Regions from separate parts of the Mus musculus genome. Here region 2 is linked to region 1. The links are chromatin contacts, called in public HiChIP or PLAC-seq maps. All regions are on one chromosome and are shown on one strand. Each heading gives the region's core, a stretch centred on a gene start, on an enhancer-like site or on the middle of the called end of the contact. The rest is flanking DNA. Distances are from core to core; before and after follow the strand shown.

What was found. HiChIP or PLAC-seq counts read pairs in DNA pulled down with a chosen protein or histone mark.
Region 2: an H3K27ac HiChIP or PLAC-seq map of embryonic stem cells shows a contact between it and region 1, with 6 read pairs. The contact joins the promoter of Def6 here to the enhancer-like site in region 1. A contact is called at or near these places in 1 of 484 Hi-C or Micro-C datasets (undifferentiated spermatogonia), 3 of 115 datasets of contacts at active chromatin or transcription factors (effector CD8 T cells, embryonic stem cells and pancreatic cancer cells) and 1 of 9 other capture datasets (adipose tissue).

The regions. Positions count from the first base shown.
Region 1 is chr17:28,126,588-28,130,947 of GRCm38.p6, forward strand. No RefSeq gene overlaps it. Among named protein-coding and RNA genes, the nearest start is that of Scube3, 14 kb to the right of the region's middle. Within about 2 kb of position 2,889, at least 5 of the 459 cell types and tissues checked have an H3K27ac peak or open chromatin away from gene starts, as enhancers often do. A contact at or near this core is called in embryonic stem cells, where this site is marked.
Region 2 is chr17:28,205,443-28,210,342 of GRCm38.p6, forward strand. Def6 (differentially expressed in FDCP 6) reads left to right here and starts at 2,336. Exons shown (of 11, transcript NM_027185.3): 1 at 2,336-2,496. The coding sequence starts at 2,401. It overlaps Zfp523 (zinc finger protein 523), which reads left to right. Exons shown (of 14, transcript NM_001357995.1): 14 at 1-444.

The DNA.
Region 1 (4,360 bases), core at 1,639-4,138:
ACAGAGCTAGGCTCTTCTCTTACTACATCATTACTAAACCCACTTATTTTAACCTACATTCTGCCACGTGGCTGGTTACCTGTGCTCAGGTACCATATGTCAGTCTTGTCACATGTTCCTGGGTGAATCTCTCGAGCCTGGTTCTATCCCAGAATTCTTTCTGCTTCCTGGATGTTCCACCTCTTATTTCCTGCTTAAGCCATAGGTCATCAGATGTATTACTGACAGGTGCTATATCCATACAGACATAAGATATTCTCTCTACAGTAGCCAAGGATAACCTGACTTCCTATCTCCATTCCCCAAATCCTGGGACAAGAGGCACGCATCACCAAGCTTGGTTTGTACTGGGGATAGATGGAAGGCTTTGTGCATGCTGGGTCAGCTTTACCAACAGACCTTCATCCCCAGCTCAAGTTTGTTTTCTAGTTTTTATTTTTGTGACAGCAGCTCGACAGGTCACCCAGGCTGGCCTCAGACACTTGCCCTCCTGCCTCAGCCTCCTGAGTGCTGGGAACCACTGCCTGTTTGGATTCCCCGATTCCTTATCTTGAGAAGCCAATCTGAATCTCCCTTAGTGTTCACGCCCTTGCTGCCCCGGAAGCTGAGTTCATCTTGAGAGCCTGGCTCTGAAGTACCAGCCTTTAAATCAGCAATTCTTACCAGGCAGTGGTGGCACACGCCTTTAATCCCAGCACTCGGGAGGCAGAGGCAGGCAGATTTTTTAGTTTGAGGCCAGCCTGGTCTACAAAGTGAGTTCCAGGACAGCCAGGGCTACACAGAGAAACCCTGTCTCAAAAACAAACAAACAAATAAACAAAAAAGTCTCACAACAGGGGGCTAGAGATATGGCTCAGTGGATAAGAACACTGACTGCTCTTCCGAAGGTCCTGAGTTCAAATCCCAGCACCCACATGGTGGCTCACAGCCACTCATAATGAGATCTGATGCTCTCTTCTGGTGTGTCTGAAGACAGCTACAGCATACTTTATAAATCTTTTTTTTTTAAAGACAGTAGTAAAATTGCAGTTACACAATAGCAATGAAAATAATCTTATGCTTGGGAGGAGGGGCTCACCACAGCATGAGCAACTGTATTCAAGGGTCGCAGCATTAGGAAGGTTGATACAACCGATTCAAGTGTTTACACTGTGTCTTGTCACACTTAGACTTCTCCAGCAGACTGGCAGTTTTGGCAGCTCATGGTGTCCTCTTCCTTGACCTCACTGTTCCATGGCTAAGCACCTTCTCTAAGATTAAAGAACAAGAGGCTGGAAGCATTTCCTCAGGAAACCCTGACCGTTGTCCCCTCCATCCAAAGACCTACACGAGACCTCGTCTTCAACATCATGGACGATGCCGCTTTGCATTATTTTATTGGAGTCTCTCCCTTTTGTGCTTGTTATGGGAGTACCTAGATCTTTGTTTCTTGTTCTACATTTTTACTATAATGTGTCTTGATTCCTGGGCATGGCCAATCCAAGGACTCCTTTCTTTCTTCTTTCTTCTTTCTTCTTTCTTTCTTTCTTTCTTTCTTTCTTTCTTTCTTTCTTTCTTTCTTTCTTTCTTTCTTTCTTTCTTTCTTTCTTTCCAAAGATTGCCAACTGGGGATCGAGTATTCATCTGTCCCCAAGACTTGTAGGAGCCATCTCATTCAAACCAGCACGAATGCCCCACCTTTTCTGAGCTCCAGTCTTAGCCTGACATGAGCTGAAGGAGAACCTGACCTTCCTGGGAGCGGAGTGTTGAATTTACATCCAATCACAGGCTGGGAAGGACCTTGGACTCCTGACCACCCTGCTTCAACTGCCCAGTGCTGGGATTTCAGGGCTGTCACCCAAGTTCACAAGGTGCTGGAGATGCCAACACATACAGCCAGACAAGCTTAGCCATATCCCCTCCCCCCTCAGCTATATCCCCCCACCCTCCAACCCCCAGGAGCTTTTCAGTCAGTTTGCAGAGTCTGCTATCTGCTTTAGTCAAACAACCTTCCACACTGTGTTAGTTATCCTGACAACAATCACTGGATGACCCATAGTTGAAGGCTGGAGACCTAATGAGCCCACCTTCAAGAAGGACTTGGCTAGGTTGCACTGGAATCACCCCCGGGGGCTTCACACACACACACACACACACACACACACACACACACACACACACACGCTACAGCCTGTCAATCAGCCCACTAACAGGTATAGGTGAAAGGGACTCAATGGCCACAATTTCAGGCTAGTTTGTGGCCAAGGCCCAAAGGTCCAAGATCTCCAGGAGCCAGGTTGCTGCTGTCTCTTTGAGTGGATGGGATGCATGCTGGCATCTGCAAGTGGAGGTCTGAGAAATCCTGACTCCTCGACTCCAGTGACGAGGTGGTCGGTAATCCCAGCACCCTGTAGCCGGAGGCAGGAGGGTCAGGAAGTCTGGAGCAACCTTGCCTGCATAGCGAGTTTTAGGCTATCCTGGGCTACGGGACACCCCCCACCCCCGAAAAAATAAAAACAAAAAGAACAAAAGAAGAAAGAGGGAACTTGAAGACCACTGGGGATAAACACAGGCATGGAGGCTATTCATCAAATGGGACTGAAGAGAGATGAAACATACCACAGGCCTCCATGCCTCCCACGTATCAACTACACAAATCCCAGAGATCAATTCGGGGCCAAAAAATTCCCCCTCCTAGAGATTTAAAAAAAAAAAAAAAAAAACCCAAACCTTCCATTGTCATCCCACCAAGGGGCCCCAGTGCAGCCCTGGGTGGTTACAGTTGCTAATTATTATTATTGTTACCGCTTGCAAGAATACATTCATTGTCTCCAGAGCTCAGACCGTGGCCCAGGCATGACCTCATTCCTCCCCTGAACAAGGCAGGTATGCTAACTGTTCTCCAAAGGAGGCCACAGTGGCCCACTGAGGTGTGCGCCTTGGGCAAGGCCACACATTGAGGGGAAGAGAGGATGGAGTCAGGCCCTGCTTCTCTGGGCTCCTTCTCTGTCGCCTTAGTCTACTGATTTCCTCTGTGGTCATGGAGCTGGTTTAATGGATCCTAGGCAATCAGACTGACGAAGATGATCAGCTTAAGGTGCGGAGAGACAGTGAGGCATGGTGAACAGGTACTGTGTGGCTGCAGCGCTCCAAGTACCTCCTGTTTCCTGCTCTGAGCTCTCTGCTTTCCCTTAGGTGACTGCCACAGTCCCAACTCCCTTCCCAAGAAGCCTTTCTTTCTCTGAGTGTACGGTACATGCATGTGGAGGCCAGGGGTACAGTGTCAGGGTTTCTCAGTGTAGCCCTGGCTGTCCTGGAACTCAAGCTGTAGACCAGGCTGGCTTTGAACTCACAGAGATCTGCCCGCCTCTGCCTTTGTCTCCCGAGGGCTGAGATTAAAGGCGTGTACCACCATCACTTGGCTGTTGTTATGTCTAACATGGATTCTGGGGAATTAAACTCCGCCCCTATGCTCTGTGGAAGCATGGAGCCACCTACCTAGTCTGACCCCTTCCTCTCTCTCCCCTACTCCCTTTCCCCTTCTCTCTTTATTGTTTTTGAAGCAGTCTGATGTAGCTAAGGCTGGCCCAGGACTCATAGCCCAGCCTCCCAAATATTAGGATGATGACACCTTCAGCTTTCCTTCCAAGCCCCCAAGGGCCTTTTGGAGTTTTTGCCACAACTCAAAGAAGGTGGGGCTGTCCGAGCTGAGGAGGGCTCTTTCCCACCTGCCCAGCACCTTCCCTGTCTGACCTCCCAGCAGGTCACACAGATGCTGAGGATACAGGTCCTGAGGGAGTGTTGTGTCCTGTGCTCCCAGCAAGCTTATGACTGTCCCATGAGCACCAGGAGCCATCACTCTCTGCCAGGCAGCTAGACCAACCTAGAGGTAAGGGCTATGGTCTAGCCTTCCCCCCAGCCCCTCCCCCTGAACACCCTTGAGCCACACTGACAATGGGAAGTCTGTGAATGGAGAAATGGCTCCAAGAAGGAAAGCAAGATATCTTCTTAGGAGTCTGCTTGGCGGAGCAGAGGGTGAAGGTGGGAGGGGCGTGGCCTTCTGTACATTAATTATGCATGTTTGATCTTCACTAGGGGTGACTAGGTAATGGAATTTTACAGAACACTACAGAAAATGTCACTTGGGAAAACAGACACTAGGGGCAAAGGTTTGTAAATGATTGGGGCAGAGGCATGTGCCCACGTATGTAAATGACTTACAAGGGTCAGTATATTTCCATTTTTAACAAAGATGTGAAGCCCTTAAATGGAAGCAACCTGGGCTCTTCTATGGGGAAGCCACAAGCTGAAACAAGGTGGCCATGTTGGCTCACAACTGTGATCTCCACAAGTGAGGGTGGAGGCAGGGTCGGGTTCAAGG
Region 2 (4,900 bases), core at 1,086-3,585, 78 kb after region 1:
TGCGTCCCTCCCTTGGCAGGATATTATTCCTGCTCTGTCCACTCCCTTCCTCAGGGAGGTGGTGACTAGGTGGACGAGGACTGGCCTCCACCCTGGCTGCTAGTACCACCAGGGGAAAGGCCGACAGCTTTCAGCCCAGCGCCTCCCAGCAATAACCGTCTCCTGGGGCTACGGTGGCCAAGATGCCTAGCCACTTGGCACCAGGGACTTCCCACCACCACAGTCAGAATTAATTCCTCAGGGGCCTGTGGCTGGAGTGAAGGTGCCTCTTCGCTTGTCTGTGGCAGAGAGGCAAGCGAGTGGCCTGTACCCAGACTGCTGGGGACTGGGTTTCATTTGTTTTGTGGTTTGGGTTTTTAATCCTATTTTGATAATTTTTTTTCCTGCTCTGGGTGGTGGTGGCAAACGGGCGGATGAGTATTTAATAAAAGTTGCAAGTTTCCACCTGGGCTCCTCCATCATTTCAGTGCTGGTCCCTGGTGGCAGGGCTGGCCAAGCTCCAGCCTGCTTTCCTAGCCCTGCGTGGCCTCAGCGCCCACCCATGCAGCAGGTGGCTCTCCATGGGTCCAGGCAGGAAGAGGCCCTAAGAGAGGTGAGCTCTGGGACCCGCTGGTAGGCTTTTGCCCACACCTACGCCAAACAGGACCCGAGTGGCTGTGCTTCTTCCTGGGCTGTGGCTGAATCTGGGGTAATGCCCGGGCTGCCAGAATTCTGGGTCTTCTGCCTTGCCATCATTGAACAGAGCCTGGACCCTTCCTTCCCTGCCACCATCACTACATACAACCTCACCAGGGTTCCAGTGACTTCTTCCCAGTGCTAACATCCCGGCTCTGTAACCCAGTTAGGGGGCAGGATGTCTAAGTTCATGCCGTGAGACCCCAAAGACACAGGGGGACCCCGCTAAAGAACCCCCAAAAAGAACGTCAGAAGGCCAGAGCAGCCACAGCTGGACAGGTTCTGGCACCTCATGAAGAGCAGCTATAATGCTACCCACAGCTGTGTAGGAACACTGTGGGAACTGTGGGAGCCTCTCCCTCCCTCCTCGTCATCTCTCTGTATGATGCTCTCATGAGCCCCCAGCCCCTTCCTGCTGACAGAGCCAGGAAATCAGGGACCAAGTGCATAAGATTATCCTCTCCTGGGACACCTAAGGAAGCCCTCATTTGCTGTTGCTCAGCTGGGATCTTTTCTCTCCTCCTCCTCCTCTTCCTCTCCTCCTCCTCTTCTTCCTCCTCCTCTTCCTCCTCCTCTCTTCCTCTTCCCCCTCTCCTCCTCTTCTTCTTCCTCCTCTTCCTCCTCCTCCTCCTTCTTCCTCTCTCTCTCTCTCTTCCTCTCTCTCTCTCCCCTCCCTTCCTCCCTCCCCCCTTCTGGGCTTTTTTATAGTTTGTTTTTGAGACAGAACTGTTCTTCATAGCCTAGGTGGTCTCAAACTCATCCCAAGGTTTTAGAACTCCAAGTGAGGAGCAAGTGGAGGGGCTGGGTATATGCCCCTGTGAGTGAGTAGGTGGATGGGTGGAGCACAACTCCAGAATTAGCTTCCACTGACTTCATTGAAATTTAATGGCCACCATGATCTGTGTGGGCATTGCATCTGAAGAAGTGGAGGCTGCTGAAGAGGGCTCTGCCCATGGCCTGCCCTGCCCCTGACTGGATTTCTGACGTGAGCCCCACTGTCAAGGTCACCCTGTGTGCCTAAATACAGGCTCTGGTGTCTTGAAAGCCATCAAGTACAAAGTGGGCAGTATTCTGAAGTTTCTTTTAGAGCCAAGGCCCGGGGAGGGGGAAACAGCAAACCAAACTGCCAAGGCACCCTGTCGTGGAGAAGCGGAGAAGCAGCTGGCTCTGTCCTTCCTCCGCTGGGTTGCTTTTGCTTGGGTAGAACTCTGCACTGAGCTTCTGCTGGGTGGCTCTAAAGAAATATCCTGTCCCGGGCCTACAGGGCCTACAGTTTTCTTTCTGTCCAGTCTCAGGCACCCACACAGCTCTGTGAGGTAGGAACGTACTAAGAGTAGACTGTTGGGGCTAACTCATCCAATCGCTTCCACTTGGTAAGCTTGACTCCTGATCCTGTGTCCCTCCAAGTCTGGAAGGGCCTGCTTCCTCTCTCTAGAGCTACCACTGGGAGCCTGGGAAGATCCTGAGGCAAGCAGGCTTCTAAAGTGACTATCTGTGCTGAGGGAGCCAGGGCCCAAAGGAGGGCTCCAGCTCTGGGAGGGTCAGCCCTGGAAGCAGAGCGTGGCGAGAGCAGCTGGCTAGGCCCTGGAAGCAAGAGGGAACAGGCAGGTGGAGCTCTCGCTCCGCTCTGCACCAGGGCCTCTCTGCGGTCTGCAGCCGTTTGCATTTCCTGAAACCGGATCTTGGTGTCAGAGCCGCCCCTGGGCCGGGGCGGGCGCCTCAGCCATGGCCCTGCGCAAGGAGCTGCTCAAGTCTATCTGGTACGCCTTCACTGCACTGGACGTGGAGAAGAGCGGCAAGGTCTCCAAGTCCCAACTCAAGGTGAGTGGCATCCTTGGGGCTCAGGGGAGGCTGACTCAACGTGCCAGCTCCCACCCCAGAGAGTCAGCCACGGAAGCCTTTGCTACTGGCAGACACCTTGCCATCCAGCAGCCCTGGCCCCGGGTGGAGCGCTGACGGGGCCACAAAGGCAGCGTAGCTCAGTGGATGCTCCCCAGAGGGCTCATGCCACCAGAAGCCACTGTCTAGAACCAAGTACCCTGACTGGACAGACAGTAGAGGTGGCATCACGAGGTTCCGAGATTGAGTAGCCAGGCCCCTTCCCGGGCTCCTTGTGGGTTCCCCAGCGTCATGCTTGGGCACGTACCCTGCTCCTCCCTGTGGCTTCCTCATGGCTTTGAAGAAAAACAGTTAGTGCTTGCCCTTGGCTCTGAGAGCCTCCTCCATTTGCAAAGCAAGCTGGCGACTTGAAGCAAGCGGTAATGTGGGCCACCTATCAGCGCAGGAACAGAACAGGTTGGGAGATTTATCTTATAAGACCTCGGGCTGAGGGTGTCGGGGAAGCCGGGTCTGAGAAAACCTCTTCCGTGACCACACACACACACACACACACACACACACACACTCTACTCACCCCCATCATCTTAAAACCATTAGGCCTGGACAGTTCCAAGGAGCGGAAGGAGCTCTCTCCTTCCTGGGTAGGTGTCTTCTTCCCAGGGGAGAATGTAGGAGAAACCAGCAGAAGTCTAGGCTGCTGGAGCCAGGGAGTGTTGGGCCAAGTGTCAGAGTAGCCTCAACCCTGCTAGGGATCCAGTCACTCTCTGTAAATACTTTACCTGGAGCACCACAGGAGGCTGTGTCTGCCTCCCACTCGCCCCTCAAGATCTGGGTATTTACAATTTCCACTGTTCACAACCATGATAGGAACCCTGGGAGGCAGATGGCACAGAACAGGCATGGCCCACCTCTGTCTCAACTCCGACATTGCTGAAGCTGGGTCCTATGAACTTAGAAGCTCTAGCCAGCTCCATCTACCCAGCTGAGCTGGCTTTCTGAGCATCTAATGACTAAGGTTCTACTGCCCCAGGAAAGAGAGTCCAGTACCACCTCTGGTTCCCTAGAGAGGCAAGGTTAGCCCTTCCCATGTCTGCCCAGCTCTCGTCACCGAGTTGAGTTCTGCCCAGAAAGAAAAACAGGTCATCCAGACACCAATCCTGTAGAAACTGTGCCCCCCCCCCCCACACACACACCTTCCCCCAAACCCTGTCTCTTTAGTACTCCACCACATGGCTTCTTGCTCCCAAGATACTATGTTCCATCTCTGTGACTTCTGACCCCTCTCCAGGCTCTCTGTGTGCCTTGTGTGCATAGTGTGCAGCCCTTGGTGTCATCAGTTAGAAAGGCCTCCCAATTAGAGCCCCCCCCCCCGTTAGCTTCTGACCAGCCCCTTCCTGCCCCACTCCCACTCCCCAATGCCCACAGGTTGGGAATTTCTGGGGAAGAACCTCTGAGCGCATATACCCTTAAACTGTGCTCCTCCCTGCTCGAATCGAGCCCTCTTGTAGTGACATCTCTGGCCAGAAACAGTAAATGTCACTCACATCTGCCTCACAGGAAACCTGTCCACTCTCAAACTAACACTGAGAGTTTTGGGGCCATGTGAATGAGAGGCAGAAATGTCAGGACCCTTGCATGTGAGGGAAGGGTCCCCCCCCCCCAACCTGGGCCAATGTGGTGGATGCTGGGCCGGGAGGGAAGTAATGACATTGCTGGAGGTGGGGAGAGTCAGAGAGGAGGAATGGAGAAGTGGTCAGAAGGTGGAGGAAGAAGCAGAGGACAGAGATAGGCTAGCAGGGTACACCCAGTCTCCTGTGGATGTAGGGGGTGAGGGCTCGGGCTTAGCTGGTTTTAAGAATATGGTTCACAGCCTTGGTGGCCTCTGATGGGGACAGGCAGGAAACTGTATAACCCCCCCAACCCCAGATCACACTGAGTCTGAGTTGCCTCTTCTCCCCTCCGAATGCTTATGGAGGGCTGCTTTGGTTGGCCTGGTGCATCCTGGGGGGGGCCAGAGGGGGAGGGGGAGGGGCTGGGCTGAGAAAAGCCCAGGTGGGACACACCTGGATGTGGTGGCACACCTGTGATCCCAGGACTTGAGGTTGAAGCACGACACTCCAGGGATTGTCTCAAAAAAAAAAAAAAAAAAAAAAAAGAAAAGAAAAGAAAAAAGAAGAAGGAGAAGAAGAAGGAGGAGGAGGAGGAGAAAGAAGGAGGAGAAGGAGAAAGAAGGAGAAGAAGAAGAAGAAGAAGAAGAAGAAGAAGAAGAAGAAGAAGAAAAACGAATGTAGAGGACAGAGAGGGAGGGAGGTTTTTTGGGGGGGGGGCAGGGCTGGGTGCGGGAGAAACAAGATTTTTTTTTTTTTTTTTTTTTTTTTTTTTGGTT